Regions from separate parts of the Sus scrofa genome. Here all the other regions are linked to region 1. Evidence: chromatin contacts called from public HiChIP or PLAC-seq data. All regions are on one chromosome and are shown on one strand. The core of a region is the stretch at or near the end of the contact, and the rest is flanking DNA. Distances in the headings are between cores, read along the strand shown. Region 1 overlaps LOC102164818 (a long non-coding RNA gene). Region 2 overlaps CPEB4 (cytoplasmic polyadenylation element-binding protein 4). Region 3 has its middle 15 kb from the start of C16H5orf47.

Region 1 (4,150 bases), core at 169-2,668:
GAGGCTCAAGTGGCTTTGGAGGCTTGGATTCTATCCCTGGCCCAGTGCAATGGGTTTAAGTATCTGGTGTTAGCTGTGATGTAGGTTGCAGCCTCGACTTGGATTCTGTCCCTGGCCTGGGATCTTCCATATGCTGCAGGTGTAGCCATAAGCAAAAAAAAAAAAAATGTAAAAGGCAGAATTTGTAGTTTTCAAATTTTAGTGAGTATGATCAACATCTGAGGGTGCTGGCTAAAATGCAGATTCCTGGGTGCTGGGTCTGAGGAGTCTGGGTGGGGCCAGATAATGCACTTTAAATAGTCCCCTCAGGCGCCTACTGAAGGTATTTCCCAGGAACACCCCTGAGAGGCCCACCCTAGATCACAGGGCTGGGCCATCTAGTCCAGAGATTACGGGCAGGGGACCTCCACTCAAAACTAAGTTTTCTATTCTATTCGGATTACTTGTTCTTTGGTAAATTCTGGGGCCTTGGCAATGATGAGCCTGTTGTCCAACCTGACAAGGGGCCTGAGATGGAGTTGCTGCTGTCCTTAAAATCCTGGCCAAAGCCCTGGTGTTGTTGGTGTTTGTGGCCTCTGGATGGTCCAGAGCAGGAAACTGAGGTCCAGGGCAAAAACACTCCTGGACTCCTGGGAGGGGAAAAATGTGTGTGTGTGTGTGTGTGTGTGTGTGTGTGTGTGTGTGTGTGTGTGTGTGTGTAGGAGGTGTAGGGGTGAGATGCAGCGTGGGTGGGGGTAGACCATGCCGGGGTGTGAGGGTGCTGGGCCCTGCCGGACAGCAAAGTCTAGGGGAGTGAGTGCTCACTGCCTGGTGGCAGAAAAGGGAGAGCACCCAGCGGGTCCAGGGCTTAGTGTGGGCACAGGATGAGAGGGACAGAGGGCAGGAGGAGGGAGAGTGGGAGGCAGGGGGGAGCTTCTGCATAACAGTCCTAAGGAGAGGGCCCAGCTGATGGTTTTTTGCCCCAAGGAGTGCGCCTCTCCAAGGTTGCAAAATGCAAAGCCCCAGATGGGGACAGGAGGCGAGGGAGTCTGAGGCAATCCTCATGCTGTTACTTGAACTCCGGATCCAGCTTGTTTCGTGAGTTCTAAGTACCTGTCCCACCCAGGGTTGACAGGGAAAACATAGGTTGGCCAGTTAAATTTGCATTTCTGATAAACAGTGACTTTTTTCATCTAACTATGTCCCGTGCAATATTTGAGACATACCTATACTAAAACATTATTTGTTGTTTATCTAAAATCCAGGTTTAACCGGGCATCCTATATTTTTATTTGCCAAATCTGGAACCTTATCCTCCTCCTGCCTTTGGACCGAAGCCAGTCTGTGTGCGTTTCTGAGTCTTGCAACTAAAGGGATCTCAGCAGCAGTTGAGAAATGAGTCAACCTGCCTGGGGTCACAAGGACAGCAAGTCACAGCAGCCGGATTAGAACTCATGTCTGTGACTCAGGAACCTGTGATCACTCCTCCAAGAGGCTGGGGTGCAGCAGAGAACAGATGAGACAAAGCCCATGTAACAGAACTGGGTTTGAACAGAACGTGGAGCGGGGAGGAGAGTGAAGAGAGAGGGGCCTGGGACTTGTGGCTTTGTTGACTGAGAGATGACAGTCCTTTTTATTATTATTTGTTAATTCACATAATTTGTCTCTCGCTAAATATCAAATGCCTGTCAGGGGCAAGACACGGTGCTGGTTTCCAATATCTGAAATGGGCTGCTGCTATCATTGTTTATCTATCCCGTTTGGAAAAATGGGAGCACGAGGCTCAGCAAGGCCATGGGTCTGGGAGCCGAGGAAGCTGGGATTTTTCCAGGCCTCCTACCCTGAGCTCCACGCCCCACCCAGCCAGCCCACATGGAGGCCAGTCTGCTCCGCCACTTGGTGTGCCTTCAAACCCAACTCCCCATCCCCTGCCCGGGCAAAGCCATGCAAATTGCAATTGCTAGCAAATGCTCAGGCTGCTGCATCTGTGCTTGGCAGGTGTGTCTGTTGTGACATATCTGATGTTTAATTCTGACATCCTGTGTCCCACACCTGGGCACAGCCCTCCTTGCCTGCCACCAGTGTGGATGCCCAGCCGGGTCTCCTTCTATGTTGCGGGATGGAGGATGCTGGGGGAGGGGGACAGGAGCTCAGGGCCTTAGCAGTGCCGGAAGTTGGATCCAGGCCTCTGCTGCCATGGTGACGGTTGCTATAGAAACACACAGGCTGCACTCAGCACACCTAACAGGAATCTGTGGGTTTTGCCATAGACTGGAGTCAGCAGAGAGGGGGGAACTCGGTAGTGGTTAGAGTCCCCTTTCCGGAGTGAGAGCCGAGTCTTGCCCTGGGGCGGCCCCACCTGTATCTCCATTTTCTTTTCCTGCCACTTCCCCTCCCGCCGCTTCCCCCTCTGCCGTACAGTCCAGTCTCCGTGGCTTTGGCTGTGGCCCTCTCAGCCCAGAATACCCAGGCTTCTTCATCCCCCAAGCCTCATCCTGCTGCTTTCATTCAGCAAATATTTACTGAGTATGTAGGATGCGGTTCTGGCCACTGGGGACCCAGCCAGACAAGGGCCTTGCTCTCATGGAGCTGCCAGTCTTGGTGGAGAGGCAGGCATGAAGGAAGCACCCAGTAAATGCAAGAGAATACATTCTGATGGTGCCATAGCAGCAAGGAGGGTGATGCAGCAGACAGTGTTGGGTTGTGGGATTGGGGTCAGGGAAGATGTGTCTGAGGAGGGACCGCCGTCTTCCTGGTGCCCTCTGGACTCTGAATCACAGCACTGCTGGCCCTTTAATATCACTGCCCATCTCCCACCTTAACTGCTTTCTCCTTGAAGGCAAGAGGAAAGGCACATTTGTCTCTGTGTCCCAGTGTCTGATACAGAACAGGGACTTGATAAGGCACATACATTTATGGAGGGTGACCCATGGATCAATCAGTGTCACAGATGGCCTCTCGTTTCCCCTTCATACTGAGTCTGGGATGTAAGTATAAGGTGATCATTTCGTATCACTTTAGAGGTGGTGGAACCAAGCTCAGCCAGGTTGGGAAACTAGCTTCTCGTCCCACACTGGCTCAGAGCAGGGCTGACGGTCAAAGTCAGTCAGTCCTCTCGGGCTTCTTTTATGTAATATGGTAGATACGATTCACGTACCATATAGTCCCCCCTTTAAAGCCTATGAGTTCATGGTTTCCAGTTTGTTCACACTGGTGAGAACATCAGAACAATCAATTTTAGAACATGTTCATCATGGCCCCCAAAACAACTGAATTCCTCTAGCCAGGGCCTCAGCCTCGTAGGAGGACTTGAAGTTCAGAAGCTGGCTGCACTTGTAAATTTAGAGCCGAGGAGTTCTGCGTGGGCTGGCTGCCTCTCATTTGGCACAGCAGTAATGAACTTTTGCTTATTGGCATTTTAAAAGTATATGCTTGGCTTCTCTGAATTAAGACCCCGATTCTCCACTGAAAATCTCAAAACAACCTACGGACAAATAAGTCGCATTCCAGGAGAGCTTTCAGAAGGCTTCCCTAGCTGGGACATGGTGGGTGCTGTCTGTGCAGTGGCTCAGAATGTCTGGAATTCACCAGACTCTGCATTTTTAAAGCCCGAGGCTTTCTAGAAGCCTGATCTCATGGCATGTGCTGGCACAGTAGGGGCTGCAGCCAGGGGGATCCAGGGACTCTTTGAACCCCAGGACCACCCTGCCCTCCTCTTCATGAAGGGCCAGTGGTGATCAGTTTAACGCATATGTCCAGGTCGCTTCCGCCCCAGAACCAGTGAGTGGAGTAAGTGATCCATCTCTCCTTTCCTCAGTGCCAGGGGAGGCTCCCCTGCCCCAAATTTTCACATCCTTCCCGCCCCCACTTCCTCCAACTAGCCACACGTGTCTGTATTTCCTAAAGTATGGAAGGGGAGCAGTTTAACTTTTCCCCCAGTCTGGTGCATAAAAGAGGTCATGTGTCATTTTGCCATGTAAACCAAAGCCCCCTATTCCCAGTTTAGCAGAAGGTTCAGGAGCTCTCTCCTGGCTCCCTCTCCCCCTCCCTTGGAATCGTGCAAGATACTCAAGTTCTTCATCTGTCTCCAGGGGTCAGGCTGCCGTCAAAGATGAGTGAGGCAAGCTCCAGAGAACCTCGCCAGATTTTGCTCACAGCTGGCTCAGCATTC
Region 2 (4,068 bases), core at 163-2,662, 270 kb after region 1:
GGGTTGGGATATGCTCCTTTTAGGTCTTTTCTACTTTTACAGTTTTATTGATTTGTAATGATATGGATTATTGCTTTTAAAAGTAAAATGCTATGCAATAATTTTAAACTTCTTTCCCCCATAAATTATCTGTATCAAGAATGAGACATTTTGGTTTGCACACTCCCTAGGTCCAGATTCGACCTTGGAATCTCAGTGACAGTGACTTTGTGATGGATGGTTCACAGCCTCTTGACCCACGAAAAACTATATTTGTTGGTGGTGTTCCTCGACCGTTGCGAGCTGGTATGACCAAACAAAGAAACCAAAAAACAAACAAAAAAAAACATCCTTTAGCATAAGAAACATCTTATACACATTTTCCAGGATAAATTCTCCATAAGCATTTGCGTTTATGTCTAAGAGTGAGAGTTCTAGAATCAGTGTCTGGCTTTGAATTCATGTGTTCAGCTAAAAAAAAATTAAAAAATAAAAAGTTACTCAAAAGCCAGGTAACCTTAGACAAATTAATTTCTCTAAATCTCAGTCTCCTCATCTGTCCAATAGATGGATAAGTATGTACTTTATGTGGAGTTGTTTTGAGGATTTAATGATATCACAGATCCGCAGTTCTTGGAGCAGCGCACGTAATGCTTTTGCTCGTCACTCTCATCGTCGTCTGAGAGAGAAGGGCTTCAGGAATGAGTCATTTGTCGAGATGGTCATTGTTGCCCATGTCCCCATGTGCTCGGGAGCCATTAACTGAGCTCTGCATCAGCAGTGCATCTGTGCCTAGAACAGTCCTTACAAAAGACATTTCATCCCCAACTTGAAATAATTTGAGGGTTAATAGTATAAGTGAGATAAAGAACATAAAGTGTGGGGGTTTCCTTCGTGGTGCAGCGGAAACAAATCTGACTAGGAACCATGAGGTCGAGGGTTCGATCCCTGGCCTCGCTCAGTGGGTTAAGGATCCATAGGTCACAGATGCGACTCGGATCTGGCGTTGCTGTGGCTCTGGTGTAGGTCAGCAGCTACAGCTCCGAATAGACTCCCTAGCCTGGGAACCTCCATATGCCGCAGGCACGCCCCTATATGAGACAGAGACACACACACACACACACACACACACACACTGAGCATAAAGTGGGTAAGAATGCAGCTTCAAAACTGTAACTCTTCATGGAGAAGATACATTTATTATCTCAAGTTTCTATGTGGGAAACTGGCACATAGCTAGACTGTAAGGAAAGGTAAAATGGGTTTTGATGGAAATACACTCGAAGGACCCCCAAAGAGGCTACCTATCCGATTTGTAGTGTCCAAAAGACTATTTATATTAAGCAATACACTGTTAACTGGTAAATATGTGGCGGCGCCATGGTATAGAGCAGACAGACGAGGGCACACTCTTTTCACTTCCCATGACCTTGCACAGACTGATCGTCCTCTCTGTCCCACTTTCCTCAGGAAGTTACTACTTCCCTACTTCATAGTGTTGTGAAGATCAAGAGCGAATATCTGTGAGACACCCAGCAGAGTCCCTGGCCTTAGTTACATTAGAATAAAGATAAATGCAATAGACAGCTGGTTGTAGAAACTAGTGTCATTTTAATAATATTATAATGATGGACAGAGGAACTGCTTTTGCTGAAATCTTTGCTGAGCCAGATGAATTTTCCTGACTTCAAATGTCGTGTCTGCTCCCTCCTCCGTATGCAGTGGAGCTTGCCATGATAATGGACCGGCTGTACGGAGGTGTGTGCTATGCCGGGATTGATACCGACCCTGAGCTGAAGTACCCAAAAGGAGCTGGGCGCGTCGCTTTCTCTAATCAACAGAGTTACATAGCTGCTATCAGTGCCCGCTTCGTGCAGCTGCAGCATGGAGAGATAGATAAACGGGTAAGTCCTGGACTACATTCTGGAAAGTTCTCAGAATGACCCTCTGTGTCATCACCAAGCTTGGAATGGGTGGGGGGGGGGCGGGGGGGATTTAAATCGACAGCGGGTGGTTATGCCTATAGGACCCATTAGACAGATGCGTGCTGTAGGATACATCTAAGAGTTTCCTATGAATTTCCTCTCTCGTCGTTTTCTGAGTAGCCTGACCAGAACACTATAATTGACTTTCACCTCATCCATTCGTTTGTTCAGTTGGTCATTCAATAAGTATTTACCAAATCCTTTGTACTGTGTTATAAGTATACAAATGTGAATGCCCTTGAGAGCTCCTCGCCTTCTTTTTTAAACCTGGGGTATCGAGAATATCTCAGCGAGCCCTGTTTTCCTATGCGCTGTATAACAAATGACTGAAGAAATTCACCTCAAGGGCTGCATGTGTAAGAAATATTTCATTGTAACAGATTAAGTAAAAGAAATCATAATCTTTTCATTTGCAATCTGTCTTCCCACCTGAAATCAGGGAGTGGTTCATTACTTTAAATTCCTCTTTGTTGGCTCTGAATCAAAAGGCTGGATAAAACCTCAAAGATAACTCTTTCTTCTGTTTTCCAGGCTATTATATTTGAGACTCTGTGTTCCATTATTTGTCTTCTTTCTTTACATTTACAGATGAGTTTTTTGGTTTTTCTTTTTTTAATCTTTTTATTAAAGTAGAGTAGATTTACAGTGTTGTATGAGTTTCTGCTATGCAGCGAAGTGAGCCAGTCATACATACACACATTCTTCTCGTGTTCTCTTCCGTCCTCTTCTATCCAAGAGATTGGCTCTAGTTCCCTGTGCTGTACGGTAGGACCTCCTTGCTTATCCATTCAAAATAAAAGTTTGCAGCACTAACCCCAAACTCACTGTCTGTCAACTCCCTCTCCCTCCCCCTTGGCGACCACAAGCCTATTCTCCATGTCTGTGCTGTGAGTCTGTTTCTGTTCCGTAGACAGGTTTGTGTGCGCCACATTTCAGATTCCACACATAAGTGATGTCATGTGGTATTTGTCTTTCTCTTTCTGACTGACTTCACTTAGTGTGAGACTCTCTAGTTGCATCCATATTGCTGCCACAGATTTCTTATCTTTGTGTTTCATGCACTCAGCAAATGTTTTAGTGCCTAGGACAAGAGGTCCCTGTCCTCAGGGGACCTCTTTATGTTCTGGTGGGTAGAAATCTGTCCTGGCAGTACTACTCCAAGGGTGGCCTGTGAACCAACCGCCAGTTGATACGGTTTGTTGCTCGTTTGCAGTGAGATCCAGATTTACACCAGAATGTGAATCCACCACATTAGTAAGCATCGTATTTTAGTTCCGTTGAGATTTTTTTTCATAGAAAGACCTTCTTGATGAAGTAAGCAATATACTGATTTACATTCTGGTGTCCGCTCCTTATTTCATGGCAGACTAGCGCTTTCCTTAGGGCCAACGTAGACATCCAACACTCCAAGGCATTGTGCTCAAAAAAGTCTTTATTGGTTTGACTGTATTGTGCCTTTCTCGGTTCAGTACGTAGAAACTATCAAGTCAATAGTGGTCTTCATTTACTGCTTCTATTCCGTTTCATGTTTATTCTACTTCGGGTGGCAGCTGAAATTTTACCATTCTGGTGGTCATCATGCTCTACGGGGGTATAGTAAGGAGAAGGGTGTGGATTCTGTTGTAAGCTCGGATGAAGGGGGCAGGAGGAGCTCCTTTTTATTCACACTGAAAAATACACACATCCTGAGTGCACAGTCTCTCCTACCTCGCTGCTTCATTGCTACATGGGTTTCAGAGTCGTAAGATTCGCCCTTAGAAATTCAGACTTCATTTGTATTCCTCTGTGATCCAGTTCTTTGACCTGTGTCCCTGTCACTGTGAGTGTTCTGGAATGGCCTCAGGGCCAGGAGCTCAATCCTCTGGTTTATTCTGCTCATCCTGCCTTCCCTGTCACTTTTCTTTTGCTCACGGCTAACCTTTGTCAGGATTTCTTGTCAGAGGTGGGTGGCGCCAGTGGTAGTAATAGCCTGGTTTAAGGGAGTTTCAATTGTGAGTTGCTCCAAGACTAAAAATACCCGACCCTCTTCTCACTGGGGAATTAAGAGCCAGCTTATTTTTAATGCTTGAGAGGCTCAAATGGCAGCTTGGCCTGTCGGACGCTG
Region 3 (4,114 bases), core at 1,240-3,739, 300 kb after region 1:
GGAAAACATAGGCCAAACACTCTCTGACATAAACGACAGCAACATCTTCTCAGATCCACCTCCTAGAGTATTGACAATAAAAACAAAAATAAACAATGGGACCTAATCAAACTTAAAAGTTTCTGCACAGCAAAGGAAACCCTAAACAAAACAAAAAGACAACCCACAGAATGGGAGAAAATCTTTGCAAGTGAATCAACTGACAAGGGATTAATCTCCAAAATTTATAAACACCTTCTGCAGCTCCATACCAAAAAAAACAAACAACCCCGTCAAAAAATGGGCAGAAGATCTAAACAGACAGTTCTCCAAAGAAGACATACAGATGGCCAAAAAACACATGAAAAGATGTTCAACATAACTCATTATCAGAGAAATGCAAATCAAAACCACGATGAGGTACCACCTTACACCAGCCAGAATGGCCATCATCCAAAAGTCTATGAACAATAAATGCTGGAGAGATTGTGGAGAAAAAGGAACCTATTACACTGTTGGTGGGATTGTAAATTGGTGCGACCACTGTGGAAAGCAGTATGGAGATTCCTCAGAAAACTAAACATAGAACTACCATTTGATCCAGCAATCCCACTCCTGGGCATCTATCCAGAGAAAACCATGCCTCGCAAAGACACATGTACTCCAGTGTTCATTGCAGCACTATTTGCAACAGCCAAGACATGGAAACAACCTAAGTGTCCATCGACAAAGGAGTGGATCAAGAAGATGTGGTACATATACACAATGGAATATTACTCAGCCATTAAAAGGAACAAAATACCGGCATTTTTAGCAACATGGATGGACCTAGAAATTATCATGCTAAGTGAAGTCAGCCATACAATGAGATACCAACATCAAATGCTTTCACTGACGTGCAGAATCTGAAAAAAGGACAGACGGAACTTCTTTGCAGAACAGATGCTGACTCATAGACATTGAAAAACTTATGGTCTCCGGAGGAGACAGTTTGGGAGGTGGGGGGATGTGCTTGGGCTGTGGGATGGAAATCCTGTGAAATCAGATTGTTATGATCATTATACAACTACAGATGTGATAAATTCATTTGAGTAATTAAAAAAGGGGGGAGGCAAAAACTAATATCTCCATGGTCTGGTTCAGGTAAGCATTAAATGAGGCAAAAGTTAAAACAAACAATAACTACAAAAATGGAGTTCCCACTGTGGCTCAGTGGAAACCCAACTAGTATCCATGAAGATTCAGGTCTGATCTTAGCCTCACTCAGTGGGTTTAGGATTCATCATTGCCAGGAGCTGTGGTGTAGGTCACAGACTTGGCTTGGAACTGGCGTTGCTGGGGCTGTGGCTGTGGCCGGCAGCTGCAGCTGATTCCACCCCAAGCCTGGGAACTTCCATTTGCCACAGGTTCTGCCCTAAAAAGTGCGGGGGGGGGGGCATAAAAAAACAAGCAGAAATACCCCAAACTATAAACATTAGAGACCCTCATTAGCAAGACCATTATTATCCCAGATCTGGCCATTGCTGGAAGCAGCTACCTTGGGAAAGTCCCTTTCTCTTCTGTGGGGTTACATACACCACCCAAAGGCACTCATCTCTGTTCAGAGGGGACCATGATCCTCAGCTCCCAGGACTGGCATGAGGATCCAGTGATGTGAATCCTAGTGCCCCACAGGCTACAACCTCCTCGCTGCCATCCTCTCCCTGCTGCAATTCTTCCCCTGCAGCTAAGGTGGAACAGCAAGCTGACTTTGCCAAGCCTTGCTGCTAAAACCTTACAGCAGCTTCCTATGGCCCTGGAGATAATAAAATCGCATGTTTTCCCAGGCGCCAGCTCCACCCCCCACCCTAACCTCCTCTTCTACTTTTTTTTTTTTTTTTTTTTTTTTTGCTTTTTAGGGCTGCACCCTCAGCACAGGTAAGTTCCCAGGCCAGGGACCAAATCTGAGCCGCAGCTCACAGAAACACCAGATCCCTGATCCACTAAGCAAGGCCAGGGATCCAACCCTCATCCTCATGGATACTAGTTGGACTGGTTCCCGTTGTGCCAAGACAGAGAATTCCATCTTTTTTGTCTCTCCCTCTTCATTGTGCCCTCAAGCCACAAGCAGACCTCTCTCCTTCGTCCAGTGCAAGTCGTCTTTCCTGGGGCTGGGTCTACATACTTGTGTTTTTCCTCAGGTGAAAAATCATTTGCTCACCCTGCCCCACCCTCTCCTCCACTTCAACGCAATGCAGAACAGAGCTGGCTCCTCATTCCACCTCTGGGACTTAGAAAAAACACCTACTCCTCTGCGAGAACTTCCTGAATCACTCTTTCTAAACACCCGCATCCCTATTCAACATCATCACACTTTGTTACCAGAAGTGCTCTTTCTGACTAGCATTTATTATCAACCTATGGAGTCTGTGTCTCTGCTTTTTTCAGCAGGGGAGATATACACTGTGTTAATCATGTTTGTGTCCTCAGGACCTGTCATGGGCCTTGCACATCATAAGTGCTTAATAAATGTTTGCCAAGTGGGTGACTCACAGGATCCTGACGTTGGTTCTCTTTCCAAAGCCAGCTCTCAAAACCGCCAGTAAGAGATCGCAGTGCTTCAGGAGGACCAGTAGGCTGATGGGGCCCCAAGGCCCAGGTATTTCCCCAGCAAAATAGAAATCGGAATGCTTGATAAAGGCAGCTCAGAGCCCTCAAATGCTAATGGGACCCCGGGACAGTGCTCAAATGTGGCTTCTGGTTCGGCCCCACTGGGAGCTGAGACTCTGCAAGTTTCTAACAGGTTTCTGACACCAAGCTGAAGAAGCCGAAACTTAGTCCCTGTGAAGCCTTGGCGGAAGCTGGGAGAAGAGTCTGCCTGGGCTGAGGGTGCAGCTCCTGGACTAGAGGCTGGGGGACCCAGGCTCCAGGGAAGGGGTCGGGGGGAGGGGAGAAGGAGCAAAGCACTGGCCTCTCCTGATGCCAGAACAGACAAGCCAGAGAGGGCAAGAGGCTAGAAGCTGCTATGTTTTAGAATTTGCCCTAGTCCCAGAAAGAGAATTGTATCCAGGAGTTTCTTCAGTTATTTCTTCAACAAATATATGCATATTATTTATCCAGAGTATACTGGCGGATAGGACACAGAGGCATGTGTCCTCTTGGCATATATATTCTGGAGACAAAGACCTTGATTTGAGGCCTCAGGGGTAGGGGTGTGTGTGTGTGTGTGTGTGTGGTGTCTATGTGATTTTGGTGAGTCATTTGTGCAATCTGAGCCCTAGTGACATATGAGGCCCACACCCAGCATTGGGAGTTGCTAAGGTCAATCTCAGGAGATACTGCCTTACAAAGAAACGGCATAATTATTATTCATAGGACCTCTAATCTGAATTTTGAACTCATTCTCTGTTAGCCAAAGGTGGTAATCTGCAAAGGAGAATTATACCCAGGAGTTTTCTTATTCATTCTATCATTCATCCAAGTGTTCGTCCTGTTGTAGTGGCAAAGCCAGCAAATTCCTTGTCTTATCAGCATTTACATTCAGAAGATGAAAGCAGACAATCAGACAAGTATACACAATTCTTTCAGAACACTTCACAAAGGAAAAATCTTCATGAAAGCAGAAGAAAACAAGACCTGCCTAATACTACATAGACAAAGAAGATTCAGAAAGAGAGTATCAACTACAAATGTTCATTTTTACACAAGACCCCTTCCTACCCCAAAATTCTCATGAAATTCTTGGCCTGTTTGGAAGGGTATGAAAGACCTTGTTATAACAAGTAATGAACTCATTGGAGGCATTGAACCAACTCTAATACTGCTTAAGTGTTACTCTGATTAAGGTAGAGTACATTTCAAATATTCATTACTATAGGTTTTTGAATATCTCCTTAAATTGATCGCAAAGTATTTTGGATCTTCCACGCTGCTGCAAATGGGGTTTCCTACTCCTGAGAGGCTCCAAATGTTCCTAGTGTATAGAAAGTCTCTACGGATCCCGCGTTGCTGTGGCTCTGGCGTAGGCCAGTGGCTACAGCTCCGTTTCGACCCCTGGCCTGGGAACCTCCATATGCCTTGGGAGCGGCCCAAAGAAATAGCAAAAAGACAAAAAAAAAAAAAAAAAAAAGGAGTTCCCATCGTGGCGCAGTGGTTA

What was found. HiChIP or PLAC-seq counts read pairs in DNA pulled down with a chosen protein or histone mark.
Region 2: an H3K27ac HiChIP or PLAC-seq map of alveolar macrophages shows a contact between it and region 1. The contact joins two enhancer-like sites. A contact is called at or near these places in 3 of 47 Hi-C or Micro-C datasets (embryonic fibroblasts, mesenchymal stem cells and omental adipose tissue) and 2 of 2 datasets of contacts at active chromatin or transcription factors (alveolar macrophages and skeletal muscle).
Region 3: an H3K27ac HiChIP or PLAC-seq map of alveolar macrophages shows a contact between it and region 1. The contact joins two enhancer-like sites. A contact is called at or near these places in 1 of 47 Hi-C or Micro-C datasets (omental adipose tissue) and 2 of 2 datasets of contacts at active chromatin or transcription factors (alveolar macrophages and skeletal muscle).

What each region holds. Positions count from the first base shown.
Region 1 is chr16:50,707,684-50,711,833 of Sscrofa11.1, reverse strand. All of the region lies in intron 2 of LOC102164818 (a long non-coding RNA gene), which reads left to right. Among named protein-coding and RNA genes, the nearest start is that of BOD1, 25 kb to the left of the region's middle. Within about 2 kb of position 1,418, at least 8 of the 83 cell types and tissues checked have an H3K27ac peak or open chromatin away from gene starts, as enhancers often do. A contact at or near this core is called in alveolar macrophages, where this site is marked.
Region 2 is chr16:50,435,430-50,439,497 of Sscrofa11.1, reverse strand. It overlaps CPEB4 (cytoplasmic polyadenylation element-binding protein 4), which reads left to right. Exons shown (of 8, transcript XM_005657625.3): 6 at 171-285; 7 at 1,702-1,883. It overlaps LOC102164640 (a long non-coding RNA gene), which reads right to left. Exons shown (of 6, transcript XR_002339629.1): 6 at 2,123-4,068. Among named protein-coding and RNA genes, the nearest start is that of C16H5orf47, 37 kb to the right of the region's middle. Within about 2 kb of position 1,412, at least 3 of the 83 cell types and tissues checked have an H3K27ac peak or open chromatin away from gene starts, as enhancers often do. A contact at or near this core is called in alveolar macrophages, where this site is marked.
Region 3 is chr16:50,412,691-50,416,804 of Sscrofa11.1, reverse strand. No RefSeq gene overlaps it. Among named protein-coding and RNA genes, the nearest start is that of C16H5orf47, 15 kb to the right of the region's middle. Within about 2 kb of position 2,489, at least 17 of the 83 cell types and tissues checked have an H3K27ac peak or open chromatin away from gene starts, as enhancers often do. A contact at or near this core is called in alveolar macrophages, where this site is marked.